Regions from separate parts of the Urocitellus parryii genome. Here region 1 is linked to region 2. The links are chromatin contacts, called in public Hi-C maps. All regions are on one chromosome and are shown on one strand. Each heading gives the region's core, a stretch centred on a gene start, on an enhancer-like site or on the middle of the called end of the contact. The rest is flanking DNA. Distances are from core to core; before and after follow the strand shown. Region 1 holds the start of Ovol1 (ovo like transcriptional repressor 1). Region 2 holds the start of Catsper1 (cation channel sperm associated 1).

Region 1 (6,503 bases), core at 3,060-5,559, 220 kb before region 2:
GCAAACCCAAAGCATCCCCTGATGGCTGAGGGCAGAGCTAGAACCCAGAGCCTCACTTTACACGTAGAGAAACAGGTCCTGAGAGGGTAGGAGCTTGGCCCACGTCCCCGGACACTAGGATATCTCTCCCATGTGCCCTTCTGCCTTAAGCCTCCAGGATCCCCAGCCCCTCCCCTCTGCATCCCATCCTGGTTCCTCCAGAGACCTTCCCTGAAAACAGGAAGCCAGGAACACAGTGGTTTCAAACGCTCTCTTCCCACCACCCAGCTTCCACCCTAGCTCTCCCTGTGTTCCTTGGGTTGGGACCTGAGCACTAAATTCTGATGGCACTTTGAGGATCATGGTTCTTACTTGCCTCCTGTGGCCAGTCTTTCCTTCACACCCATCCACTGTAGCAACAAAAGATGACCTCTCAGGATCCAGCTGAAATGGGTCCTCATGCCTTGAATGGGACCCGTCATTTCCTGCTTGGACTATTGCAGTAGCTCCTACTCTGGTCTCCCTATCACCACCCTCCCCACTGATACAGTCCATTCTGCCCCTAGCAGGTCTGATGGCTCTGGGAGACCACAGCTCCCCACCCCAATGAAACTCACATGGCATGGCTCACCTGTCTGCAGTCTGAGTTCCCACACCATCCCTTCCCCTCACCATCCAGCCACTACAGCTGTTACGTGCCTCCTGCCTCGGAAAAGGCTCCTTCTTGCTAAGGCCTCGGCCCCAGCTGTTCCTTTCTCTGATCATGCTCTTCCCCACTCTGCATAGCTGACCCCCGTCTCTCATTCAGATCTCAGCACCCCCATCTGCTAGCACCACATCACCCTAAAGGTTCTGTTTTTATTTTTGGTATCGGGCATTGAACCCAGGAATCCTTAATCACTGAGCAACATCCCCAGCCCTAAAGTTGTTTAGAGCCTCCCTAAGTTGCTGAGGCTGGCTTTGAACTTACAATCCTCCTGCCTCAGCCTCCCAAGTGGCTGGGATTACAGGCATGCACCACCATGTCCAGCTACCCTAAAGGTTCTGGTTTGCACTGTTTTCTTATCTCTTTGTTTATCCTGTATTGCAGAATCCTGGGGTCTACCACATAGTGGGCACTCAAAAAATTCTGGGCTTGGGCTGGGGTTATGGCTCAGTGGTGGAGCGCTTGCCTCACATGTATGGGGCATGGGTTCGATCCTCAGCACCACACAAATAAAATTTTAAAAATGAAGGTATTGTGTCCATCTATAACTAAATTTTTTTTAAAAAAAAATTGCTGGGCTTTGTGGGGCACACTTATAACCCCAGCAACTCAGAAGGCTGAGGCAGGGAATTGCAAGTTCAAGGCCAGCCTGGGCAACTTAGCAAGATCTTCTCTAAAAATTTAAAAGGGGTCTGGGGATATGGCTCAGTGGTAGCGTGCCCCTGGGTTCAATCTACAGCTCCATAAGAAAAAGAAAAGAAAGACATAGCTGTCAATGCAATTAAGGCACTGATGAATGATAGCTAGCTGACTCCCTGCGGAGTGCTGGGTGAACAGTAGTGACAGCAGGAGGTGGCCATCCTCATGCACTTCACAGTTTAGCTCTGTTTTACCCAATTTCACCTACTTTGCTGGCTCTGGAGCTGCCCTTGAACCACAGCCCACACACTGGCAGCCACAGAAGTGTCTTGTTTGACCCAGTCTATGTTTTTTTAAAAAAACATGAGGTAACATTTAAAAATCAGTAGGCTTCACACTCAAATCTAAATTTTGTTTGGAAAATGGGAAGGTGTGGCCATGCTGTGTTCCAGTACCCAAATGACATGCTGTTACTGCCTGTTATATAAAAGGCATGTTCTCCACAGTCCCCACCACTCTCCAGTTTCCCTGACAGCCAGCACCCAGGACCTTCTATCACAGTTTAGAAAGACTCTTTTCCTCATAATTAGGAAATCAGCTCTGTCTGTCCCTACCAAAAGTTGGCACATGTAAGGCAAATGGGTCACACAAGTCAAGAAAAAATAGGATATTCATTCATCCCACAAGTATTAATTGATAACTACCTTCATTCCAGGCTCCGTAGTGGATGCTGGAACTATAGCAGGGGCCAGCATGGATAAAGCACTCTTCCTCCTGGGACCCCACTCTGTCCACTGTAGCTCTCTTGGCACCAGTGGAGATGTGGGACTGGCTGGCCCCACCCATTTGACCTCCCCACCTGGCCTCCTGTGTGTTTCAGTTTCTCCCCTGATGAGAAAGCCCGCATTTATGTTGGGGGTCATCTGTGTTGACCTCAAAGATGCTCCTGAGCACCCACTGCCTACCAACCCATCAGGGACTAACACAACAGAAGTGCTCAAGAAAAACTTGTGGAATGGGGAAGCTCATTTCACCTCTCTCCTAGATTATTTATCAATGCTTATCAATGTTTCTCCAGGATTTACTGTCAAATGTCAGTGCCCAGTGGGTGCTCACTTAATGTCAGTTGGAGGAATGGGTCCAGGATCAGAGGGGAGGGTGACAAGGGAAGTGTAGGCTTCCTGAAGACAGAGCCCTGGAAGAGGAAGGAAAGGGGCAGACATTAACAGCCCCTGGCAAGAGTTCATGTCTTCCTCCCAGTAACTCTGGAGGGACACCTGAGGAAAGCCCCTTTGCCAAACTCAGACTCTGGGAGTCAGGGAGGAGGAGGCTTGGCTGCCTGCAAGGTCTCTCCTCACCTACATAGAGGACTGACTCCACAGGGTGGGGGGATGTAAATGGTCTCTGAAAAACAGCCTCTCACTCTTGAAAATATGTCACCTTCAACTAGATGCCTGAGAGCTTCAGCCACTTCTCTTGTGACTCCTGTATTGCTCATTTCCCTACAACCTGTTCCAGCAAAAGCTTAATACTATGTGAGAAAGGTGTATGTAGGTGCTGTAGGGACTCTAAAATGTTAGGAGGGGCTCCTATCTCTGCACTTAGTGGGTCAGCTAGTAAAAGAAACCCAGTCACAGAGGCCACCAAGCACTCCTGGGCAGGGTGGTGGATGTGGGGTATCCCTCCAACTGAGCCTAGCGATTAGTAGAATGTGGCCAGTGGAGTAGGGTGGAGGCAGAACCTTTGCCCCTCAGGGACGGTGACTGCAGAAAGAAAAGGCTGGGCCTGAGCACGTCTGGGTTCCTCGCCCTCAGCTCTCCTCCACCCTCACGGAACCTGACATCCCGTCTTTGAGAATTGGACGATGTTGTAAGCCTAGTGACCAAGGTGCTGGGGTTTTGTACCATGTCGGTGGTACAGCGCAGTCTAAATGCTTACTCCCAAGCCTTCTCGGGGCAGAAGGGGCAGAAGACTCTAGCTGGGGTCCTGGGGACCCAATGGGCGCTGGCTGTATATTCGCATGTGCGTCCCGCCTCCCCGACTGCGCGCTCCTGCGGCCATCGTGCCTTTCCGCACGAAGCCTGCACCCAGCAAATACCTCTGGATTGAACCACGAATTGCTCAGTCGGGCCTTGGGGATCCCGGGCCGCTTGGGCGCAGGCCCGGTTCAACAAGTGAGGGCCGAACCGCGGGTAACCGCCCGGCGGCTTCGCGCCTCCCTAGGCGCCTGGGGCGCGTCAGGCTGGGCCGGGCCCAGTTGGGCGAGTTTCATTTCATCACCCGCTGGGCGTGCGAGCGCCGGTGCAAATAACGTTGCCCTCCCCTCCCTCCTCTTCCCAGCTCCCTCCGAAACTCCCGTTTGCAAACGCTAGCATGCCCGGCTGGCAGGTCCGGGGCGGTGGCCGGGTCGGCTGGGCAGCTGGAGCTGCAGGGGACTGGGTGCCGGCGCCCGCCCCCGCCCGTCCGCCCCGCCCGGGCCGCGAGGCCACCTCACCGGCAGCGGAATGGAAACCGGTTCGACAGGTAACAAATAGGTGGGTTGTCACCGTTATTTCCCAACGCATGCGCCATCGCTCCCCAGGCTACTCCAAGCTAATTAGATCAGATCACCCCCCTCCCCGCCCAGCCACCAACACACACCGCCGCGAGCCAATAAAGCGTGAACCTGTCTGTCCGGCTCGCACTTTAAGACTTCCCGAGCGGCCGAGGGGACGCCAGTCGAGTCAGGAGACGCCTACCTGCCGATTCCCCGTCGCCCAGTGCACTTGGCTGCAAGGGCTCTGCTACCGAGGGACCGCGACACTCCGCGAAGTTGGAACGGGCGCGCGCCGTCCCAGCACTGTCTTCTAGCGGAACGTGGGGGCGCCTCGACGATTCCTCCCCTGAACTGTCCGCTTCCTGCGCCTCCGAGCCGGCCCGGGAAAGGTGGGACGACCCGGTTCTAGTTGCGGAAACGGACCGCGCCGGGCCAGGAGCGTTCGAAAATGCCCCGCGCGTTCCTGGTGAAGAAGCCGTGCGTCTCCACGTGCAAGAGGAACTGGAGCGAGCTGCCAGATGAGGAGCGCGGCGAGATCTACGTGCCAGGTGAGGCGCCTGCAGCCCGCGGCGCCCGCGGCGGCGGGAAGGCGGGGCGCGGAGATGAGCGGCTCTGCGCCCGCCGCTGAACACCAGGATGCAGGTTGCCGCGGCCGCGGCTCCGTTAGCCCGCGGCTGGGTGACCCCGGGCGCGGGGAGGAGAGGGCTCGCGAGCGGAAGCAGCGTCGGGTGGGGGCGGGGGCCATCTCCCTCTACCGACCCGAGCCACGGCGTAGGGGAGGCAGCGGGGTGTGTCACCGCTCTGGCGACCCTCGGCTCTCGAGTCGTAAATCCAGAAAGCCGAGACTTTGATGAAGCGCGAGGAGGGCGCTGGAGCGATGCCACTTTAGGGGGCAGGGAACGAGATGGAGTTTCAGCTGAGGCTTTGCCACTTAGATTCTGAGCCTTAGCCGCTTCCATAGGTCTTTCTCCCTCCGCCACAAATCTGGTGCCTGGTGGGGACGCGGGCGAGTATCCCCAAGTTGCCCTGCGGCTCTAGCCCCGCGGTCCGCACAGTACGCAAGCGGGATAAGAAGGCGCCCGCTTGCACCCAGCCTGCCCTTGAGACAAAGATGGGATCGGTTCTCACCTTTGTTAGAAACGCGATCCTTCAACCTTGCAGAGGATACACGGAGCGTAAAGTAGTTTTAAGGAGCACCCCCCAGCCCAAGACAAGCCCGGGGAAGCTGGTGCACCCAGTTTATTTTGAGAAGACGCCTAGACAGAGTCCGCGTCCACTTTGAATGAGTAACCCGAGTTGTCTTCCTTTGAGGCATCTTCCTAGGGTCCCTGAGGACGCTTTTGCTCCTTCTGTCCTCCCCCTTCCCCCAACAAAATCTTTGGTCAGGAAGCCTTGGGGGTGGGGTGGGGGCTGCAGTCAATACCTTGCCCAGTGCCTCCAAGGAAGGAGAGGTGGTAATTAACCAACCGACTTTGACCCTTGATCTGCAGATTCCCTGGCATCGCCTGGGCCTTAAGGAAAGTCAGGAAATGAGGGCATCAGATGAGGGGCCAGTGAGGGCTCTTGCCTCAGTCTCCCTCTTGAATTAAACTGTTGGGGGCAGGGGCTTGGGGATAGGGTTTTTGTGGCCTGAGCTGCCAGGATCCTATGACCTGAAGCCAGGGTGGGAAGTGTCACAGCTTAAGCTTATCTCATGGGGGCTGGGCCATCCTTCTGTAGCCTCTTTAAACATTGGAATCATCCCAGTAGGGAAACTGAGGCAAAAAAGGAAATGAGTGTCTCCCTATCTAGGTGGGAGTGGGCTAGGACTGTAGTTTTTAGCTGGCCGTGTTCCCTCACCAGCTGGCCAGTGCTCCACCTCCGGAAGGACCAGGGAGAGGCCACCCCCTTCCTTGCTCCTACCTCCTCCCCAACCTATGTTTGACTTGCTGCTTAGCTGCTCCATGGGATCTGATAAACTGAACTTGGACTGTGTTAAAGGTGAGCTGAGCCTTGGGCCCAGCTCAGAGTGCTGTTATTTTTAGTTTTATTTCACATCCCATTTAGTAACAGATCACATATTGACTTTTACAAAGGACAAAGAAATTCCGCTTGTTCAAATCATTGACTTCCTTGGGTCCTAACAATTTTCCCCATAAGAGTTTTGGTGGCCAAAGTGGGAATGGTAGTAGAGACCTGGGCTCCGGGACTGTCCCATCAGGGGCAGGGGACGACTCCTAGGTGGACAGTTCATCTGCCACTACCGTCCAGGTGGAGGAGTGTACAGATGCTCACTCTGCAAGATGGTCCTGGAATGGAGGGCAGGCTGACCTCGAGGGCGATGGTAAAACTTGCCCCCGTGGCTCTGGCAGTGGATGAGAGTTCTGTGGGCCAAGTAAAGGGCATAGGTTTTACCTCTAAAGGCCACTTGACCCACTGGAGAATTTTCCCACAATTTTTGAAAATGAGAAAGGGAATGTCCTTGGGCCACGCTCGGACGCTTCAGATGGCTGGAGGGGGCAGTTATGTGGTGGCCTGTCCTCTGGCTGGGCCATTCCATCACCAACCGACCATGACCCCAGGAGTCGACTGGGCACGTTTCCGTCACCCCCACCTCACAGACTCTCAGCACGTTGTGACCAGCTAGGCACTGACCCCTTTCCC
Region 2 (6,749 bases), core at 3,551-6,050:
AAAACCATCGGGCTCAAAATCAATACATCCAGGAAGTGAGGTGTGAAAAATGAACACATAGGGAAACTTATTTTCGTAGGCTCAGTCTGGGTCAAGAGACTCCAGACAAGTATATACAACCTTAATGAAACCCACAAAGGCAGTTGAAACCGTCCATGGAAGAGTGACTTTCATGAACTTCCTAAGTTATTAATAGGAATGGGAGTTTGGTGAATCATACTTTGGCTTATTATTTGTTTTCCAAGTGGGTCTTCCTAGAATGGACAATAGATGCAATTTGCTTTAGAAGATTGTCCTAGAGGTCTTTGAATCAATGTACCAAACTCCAAAAGTCCTTCCATGTCATTAGGTTCTAAAACTGTAAAATTGAGGGTGATTCTGATCCGGCTGTGGAAGGAGGTAGGGTGGATAGAGACTGCCTATGCCCCCGGGGTGGCACAGGGTCTGGGCAGCTAGGTAGTACCTGTTTGCCTGAGCTCTGTCAGTGAGTCTTCCAGCAGATTCTCATGGATTTGGGCGGCCTTCTGAAGAGAGGAGGTCTCAGTCCTGCTGGAGTCCCCTTCCCCCATCCCTGGAGCACCCTGGCCCCCCGTCATGTTTCCCAGGACATCTGCCCCATGTGGCACCTCCTGTTTTACTTTCTCCAGGCCTCTGAGCAGTGCCATCTGGAAGTTATCCACCAGGACAGCGATCACCAGGCTGAGGAGGGGGACAGCGAGGTGCTTTCAAGGGGAACACCAGAAGAGAGGCATGACCAGGGTGAGGGGCTGGGGTGGGGACTCCTGGGAGAGCTTGGGAGTGAGGCTGGGCAGCAGAGCAGGGTCCTCACTTGAGGAAGATGAAGTATTGGATGATGATGTAAATCATGAGAATGGGGATGATATACCAGGCGCCTGCGGGAGGGGGAGACAGGAGTGTCAATCAAGCAGTCTCCTCCCACCCTTGCTGCACCCCTACCACAGGCTTCAGAAGCCCCGAATCACAGGTGGGGTAGCTGAGCCCTCAAGGTCTGTGTGCCCATCTCCTGCCCTCTGCCTACCCCGGGCCCTGCTGTCCATGTAGATGAGGGACCAGTCATCCAGGGTGAGCAGAGTGAAGAGGGTGAAGATGGTGGTGAAGATGTTCTGGAAGCGCATGGGGTCCGATTTGTGGAATAGTGCCCGCAGGACCACAGAGAAGAGGACTGGTTGTTTAGGACCAAACCAGGCTCCTATTTCCTGCCCCTGTGCCCTTCCTCCTGCTTTCACCCCTGCCGCCCTGTCCCCTCCACGCACTGTCCCAGCCGCAGGCACAGGATACAGAGGCAGGTAAACATGAGTGTAAGGATGGCCGCGATAGATGGCAAGGAGTGGCCCAGGGTTCCTGTCACTTCCTGGAGGCTGTTCAGGACGCTGTGGGCAGAGATGGAGAGGGAGGTGAATCAGTGGGGGTGGGAGGAGGTCAGTGGCAGTAGCCAGAGCTGGTACTGAAAGCACAGGGTCCCTGATTTGCTGGTGACTTGGGGGAATCCTGTTGCTTCCCTGGAAATGAAGAGGTGGCTCCCAGGGATGGCTCCCGGAGGAGGCTTATTGGAAGCAGGCTGGGGTCTGCAGCCGCCCTTGCCCCATCATTTGAGCAGGTCACAGTGGATTCCTTGGTTTGTTTTCTGATGTTGTTTTTGTAGGACTGGAAATTCAACCCTGGGTTTGGTGCCTGCCAGGCAACACTCTGCCTCTGAGCCACATTCTCAGCCCCACAGTGGATTCCTTGGGAACCCAGGCCTGTGTCCCCTCTTCCTTTAGAGTCCCTACAATCAGACCTGAGCCTCCGCAGTACTCGAATGGCCCTCAGGGCCCGCATGCTCTTGAAGACCTTGAGGATCCGGAAGAGGCTGTGGTTGTAGAAGGAGAAGGAGAGGGAGTTGACCTGCATGAGCACGAAGTCCAGCACGGCCATGAGCATGATGAAGAAGTCTGAGGGTAGACGGTGTCTGAGTGGCAGTGGCCTCCCTGGGCCAACGCCTCACTGCTCCTCCTTCCTCCTTAGCCTCCCCCAGGCAGTTCAGTGCTGCCTTGCCACCGGCCGAAGCCCCTTCTCCACCCACCCAGATTGTTCCAGAAGTCAAAAAAGTATGCCAGGCCCAGAGCAATGATCTTGAGCAGGGCTTCCATGACGTAGATGCAGAGGAAAATGCAGTCCAAGACTAGGAAGTACCACTCTGTGGGGACACCAGGGGCTCATCAGCACGGTCCCCAGCCTCCGGCCTCCTCCCTCTCCCTCTGTCCACAGCGGCCTCCTGCAAGCCCAAATACCCATGCTCTCCCTGGGTCTGCCCTAAATGGCTGTGCGACTTAACCACACTGTACCTTCATTTTGTGGGCAAAATGGGGATAATAACAGTCTGCTGGACAGAATTGTCGTGGGCATTAAATGCATTTCACGAGTGCTTAGAATAGAGATGGACAATGACCATGTGGCGGGTCCTTTCCTTCTCACTGCTCCAGGTAATTTTCGGGGCCAGCCTCCCCAGGCTTCCCACAGGCTGCTTTTAACTTCCTGCTCCCAGGGCTCCCCACACCCTGTCCACCCACAGCAGCATATTTAGAGCAGATGTGCCACCTGGTGGCTACATCTGTGAACAGCACAGCCTCCTGTTCAGTGGGTTTGCAGCTGACCTCTGCAGTATCTGTCTTAGCCTGTCTCTAACACCCCAATGTCACTGAATTCAAAGGATAGAGGATCAAGTGAACTAAATTATATAAATTTCCTGGACCTGGATGAGGCCCATTTAGAGCAGATGCGCCACCTTGTGGCTACCTGGTGACCTCCTCCACAGGTACAGGGCCCCTGGGTTCTTACCACCCCGGATCTCGACCTCAGCAAAGGTCTGGGCTACAAGCATGACGGTGTTGAGGCAGACGACGAGGAAGATGAAGGTTTCAAAGGCCAGGGACTGGGTCAGCCTCCAGATCAGTGTCCGGAAGCCCCAAATGAGGTAGCTTAATTTATCCCACAACCACTGGAAGAGGTCCGTAGTGTGCATCTTCTTGTGGGCCCGCGGGGATCGGCCCACTGTAAGGAAGCCAGAAAGTTACATCTCTGTAGGGGGTGTGGGGATCTCATGCCCCCTCCCAGACTGGTTGGGGGTCATTATCAACCCTGCCTGTTGGCCTGCTGCCATTCACCGACAGCACTCTAGGCTAGTCCTGTGCTGGTCTTGACCAAAGTCCTGACTCCTGTCACACCAGGGGCCAGCCCGTTTGGGATTTGGAGTGGCTTGAGTGGATTCTGAGGGTTCCTGCCACTAAATCTTCACGTCTTTCTTTGCCCACATGGCAGCTTATGCATGGAAACCCTCACTCTCCTCACCTCATCCTCTTGCTGAGCCTCCCTCTCCCTTTGAGATCCTTAAATTTCCCTTCCTCCTGGATGCCTATCTTGCCCCCATCCAGTAAGTTACTCATCCCTCTTCGCTTGTTTGTTGTAAGACTATCGCCATATTTACTGAACGACTAGGAACCAAATCTGGGAGTTTGTGAGTTACCAGATAAGGTCCCTCCCTACCCTCCAACAGGGCCCTCATGCAGGCACTAGTTCCCAGTCTCCACCCTCAGCGGCTCATAGTTAGTAGGGGGAAAGTAGACACACAGAAGCCACCGAGGTACAGGTTCTGATATGGAAGACAACAGGCTCCTAGTACTGGATAGCCTCTGATGGCCTCAGTGACCCCCTCAGTCTGAGATTCCCCTTGAGAGCAGGAGCCATGCTGGATCCTTCTTTTTTATTCTCCCAGGACCTAAGCAAGTCAATAGAGGTTCAACATCTGAGAAGTAAATCTGTGAGCAAAGCAGTGACCAAGTGAAGAAACACCTCGTGGCCTGCAGAGGTGCACAACGCAGGGAATGAAAGAGCGGATGGTGAACAGTGAGAAGGGGAACTAGCGGGCACAAATGGGTGCAGGTGAATGGCAAGCTTCCTGATGTGTGCAAGGTCAGACCCAGCTGAATCTGGGCTGTGTGGTGGGGTCTGGGGTGGGGAGGACCAGAAGAGACTCACGTTTGCGCTTCTGGAAGTGCTCATCTTCACTCCAGCTCTGTGTGTCTTTGGAGCTGCGGGGGTGAACCTTGCTGGACCTCCGAGAGGGGGATGAGTAAAATGTGACATGGGACTGAGTCACGCTGTGCCCCCAGCTTCTGGTGTGAGTTATGCCAGGTGAGTGGGATGCCGTATAAGACGGGGAGCTGCCCAGCAAGCTGCGGGACTTGCGGGACTCTGTGGTTGCTGGTCCGCTCAACTTGTTCTCCCCGGGGTGGTGCTCACCAGGGTGCTCCCTGTGGTGGTGACTACCATGATGATGCACACCACGGAAGCCGGACCCCTCAGAGGAACGGTAAGAGGAGCTCTCTCCATGAGGAGGATGTCTTCGGTGGTGGTGGGAATCAGGATGGTAGGGCCTGCTGTAGTGGTGGGGTTCATGTAGACGGGCCTCATCATGGTGGTAGTCTTCACCATGTTGGTAGGGCCCACCATGGGGATGGTGGGGAGGCTTGCCTTGGGGATGGTGGGGAGGCTCACCTTGGGGATGATGGGGAGGCTCGCCTTGGTGGTAAAACGCAGCAGAGGAATACTGGGATAAATTTTCTCCAAGGTGATGGGTCTCACCATGGTGCCCACCAGAATGGTGATGCTTGCTACGGTGGTGGGGCCCGCCACGGTGGAAGGAATCAGTATGCTGGTGGGACTCCCCGTGGGAGTGGGTTCCACCTCGGTGGTGGGTTCCAGAAATGTGGGAGCCACCACCACGAGGCATCCTACTACCATAGTGATGCTCATCATTTAAGTGGTCCTCACCAGAAGAATGTTGAGGATGGACAGTGCCATGGGGGAGACCCTTACCAGGGGATGAATAGTGGTGAGCCCTGCCACGGTAGTGGGCCTCGTCACGGTGGTGGAAAGGATAGGAGTAGGGATTTTCAGAGTCTTGGTAGTGAGGTCCACCATGATGACGGAGCCCACTGTGATGGTGGGGCCCCCTGTGGTGATGGGTCTCATGATGGTGGGCTCCACTAGGGCCTGGCCGGTGGTATGGGGATGATGAGTGGGGGCGAGATACGGTATCCAAGTCATTTTGAATCCTTTCAGTCACTGAGGATTGATCCATAACTGTGCTGGGAATGGGAGAATGAAGAGAGCTAAAGAGTTGGAACCAACAGTTCCCTCCCCGGATTTCTCTTCTCTCCTAAGCTGAGCTTAATGTCAACTGTGGCACTGGGCTTCCAGGAAGGCCTGACTCTTCTCTTGGAACTCTCCTCTCTGTGATGTCATTAGCAGGTTTGGACCTCATTTGCAAAAGCCTCTCCCTGAACTATTGTTCAGAATCAAGAATTATTATGTCTAGCATCTTCAATGTAAAATAAGGAAACAGATCCAAGGTGATCTAGCTGGCCAGTAGCACCAAAAAAGTCCAGGTAACACCATTGTTCTATCACTCATTTTAGACCAACTGTTGCCATGAAGAACTTCATGAGGCCAGGTGGTGTAGTTCTCATCCCACTTATAGATCAGTTGGCTCTGGGGTTAGGACTGACTCCCCTATAAATAGGTGTGGAACATTGGGCCTATTGCTTAATTTTCTTATGTCTCAACTTCTTCCTCTGTAAAATGGGAATAATAGCACCTACTTACAGGATCAAAAAAAGTTATGTAAACCTTATACTAGTATAACAAATTAAACCAAATTAATTAATTAATTAATTTTTAAAAACCCTTATACTAACAGTATAATGAATGTTAGTTGCTGTTTTAGTTATCTTTTTCATGACTGTGACCAAAAGACCTGACAAGAATAGTTAGAGGCAGAAAAAGTTTATTTGGGGGCTCCCCTCACACAGGTCTCAGTCCATTCATGGCTAAATCCGTTGTTCTGTGCCTGAGGTCAGGCAGAATATGATGGCAGAGGGTGTGGCAGAGGAAAGCAGCTCAGAATTTAGCAATCAGGAAGCAAGGAGAGTTCTGCTCACCAGGGATAAAATATAACCTCCAAAGTCCTACCCCTGATGACCTGCCTGTTACAGCCACACACTTCCTGCCTACAGTTATCATAAAGTTAATCCATTTCAGTGGATTAATCCACTCATTAGGTTAAGGCTCTGGTAATCAATCATTTTACCTCTAAACTTTCTGGCATTGTCTCACCCATGAGCTTTTGGGGGATACCTCATAGCTAAACCATAACAGTTGGTATTATATGTCACCAGCCAGCTATGGGCTGTGTGTGTGAGCTATGCGCATTTGAGCCTGTGAGGGAACTGGACTGACATTGCTGCCTGGTTGGGCTGTGCACCTTAGGTGAGCCTTTTCGCCTGCTTTGCCTTGGATCCCACACAGCACCTGAGATGGGTGTGGCTTTCCAAGATGTCAGTCAATCTGCTGACCATAAGGCATCACCAAGTAAGACTCCACCCTCCAAAACTAATCCCTTGCCTTATTTGGGTGGAATATTCTATGAATGGGTTCTCCCCAATAAATAGGGGAGTTTCAGGTGTGCTCTCTCTCTTGCCTGCCTCCCTTGCTTCTCCGTGCCCTCCAGCGTGGGAGCTTGATTCTTGATTCTTGATTCTGCAAAGCCGTCCTGAACCGTGAAAAAGGTATTTTCTGTGTCTGTGTGGCTTTTTCGTTGCCAGCCCAATCCACGCAGAATGACCCTGATTCCGCATATTGCAACAATTATATTCTGGTCTTTAGTCACTGATATTGATGGAAATACCTCT

Evidence for each region. A called contact is a pair of places that touch in the nucleus more often than the background predicts.
Region 1: a Hi-C map of liver shows a contact between it and region 2, with 3 times the contacts expected there. The contact joins the promoter of Ovol1 here to the promoter of Catsper1 in region 2.

The regions. Positions count from the first base shown.
Region 1 is chr4:7,418,581-7,425,083 of mUroPar1.hap1, reverse strand. Ovol1 (ovo like transcriptional repressor 1) reads left to right here and starts at 4,309. Exons shown (of 4, transcript XM_026396654.2): 1 at 4,309-4,408. The coding sequence starts at 4,309.
Region 2 is chr4:7,197,830-7,204,578 of mUroPar1.hap1, reverse strand. It overlaps Catsper1 (cation channel sperm associated 1), which reads right to left and starts at 4,800. Exons shown (of 13, transcript XM_077796885.1): 1 at 4,327-4,800; 2 at 4,036-4,279; 3 at 2,839-3,051; 4 at 2,084-2,197; 5 at 1,799-1,952; 6 at 1,300-1,391; 7 at 1,040-1,183; 8 at 830-893; 9 at 627-699; 10 at 464-524. The coding sequence starts at 4,800.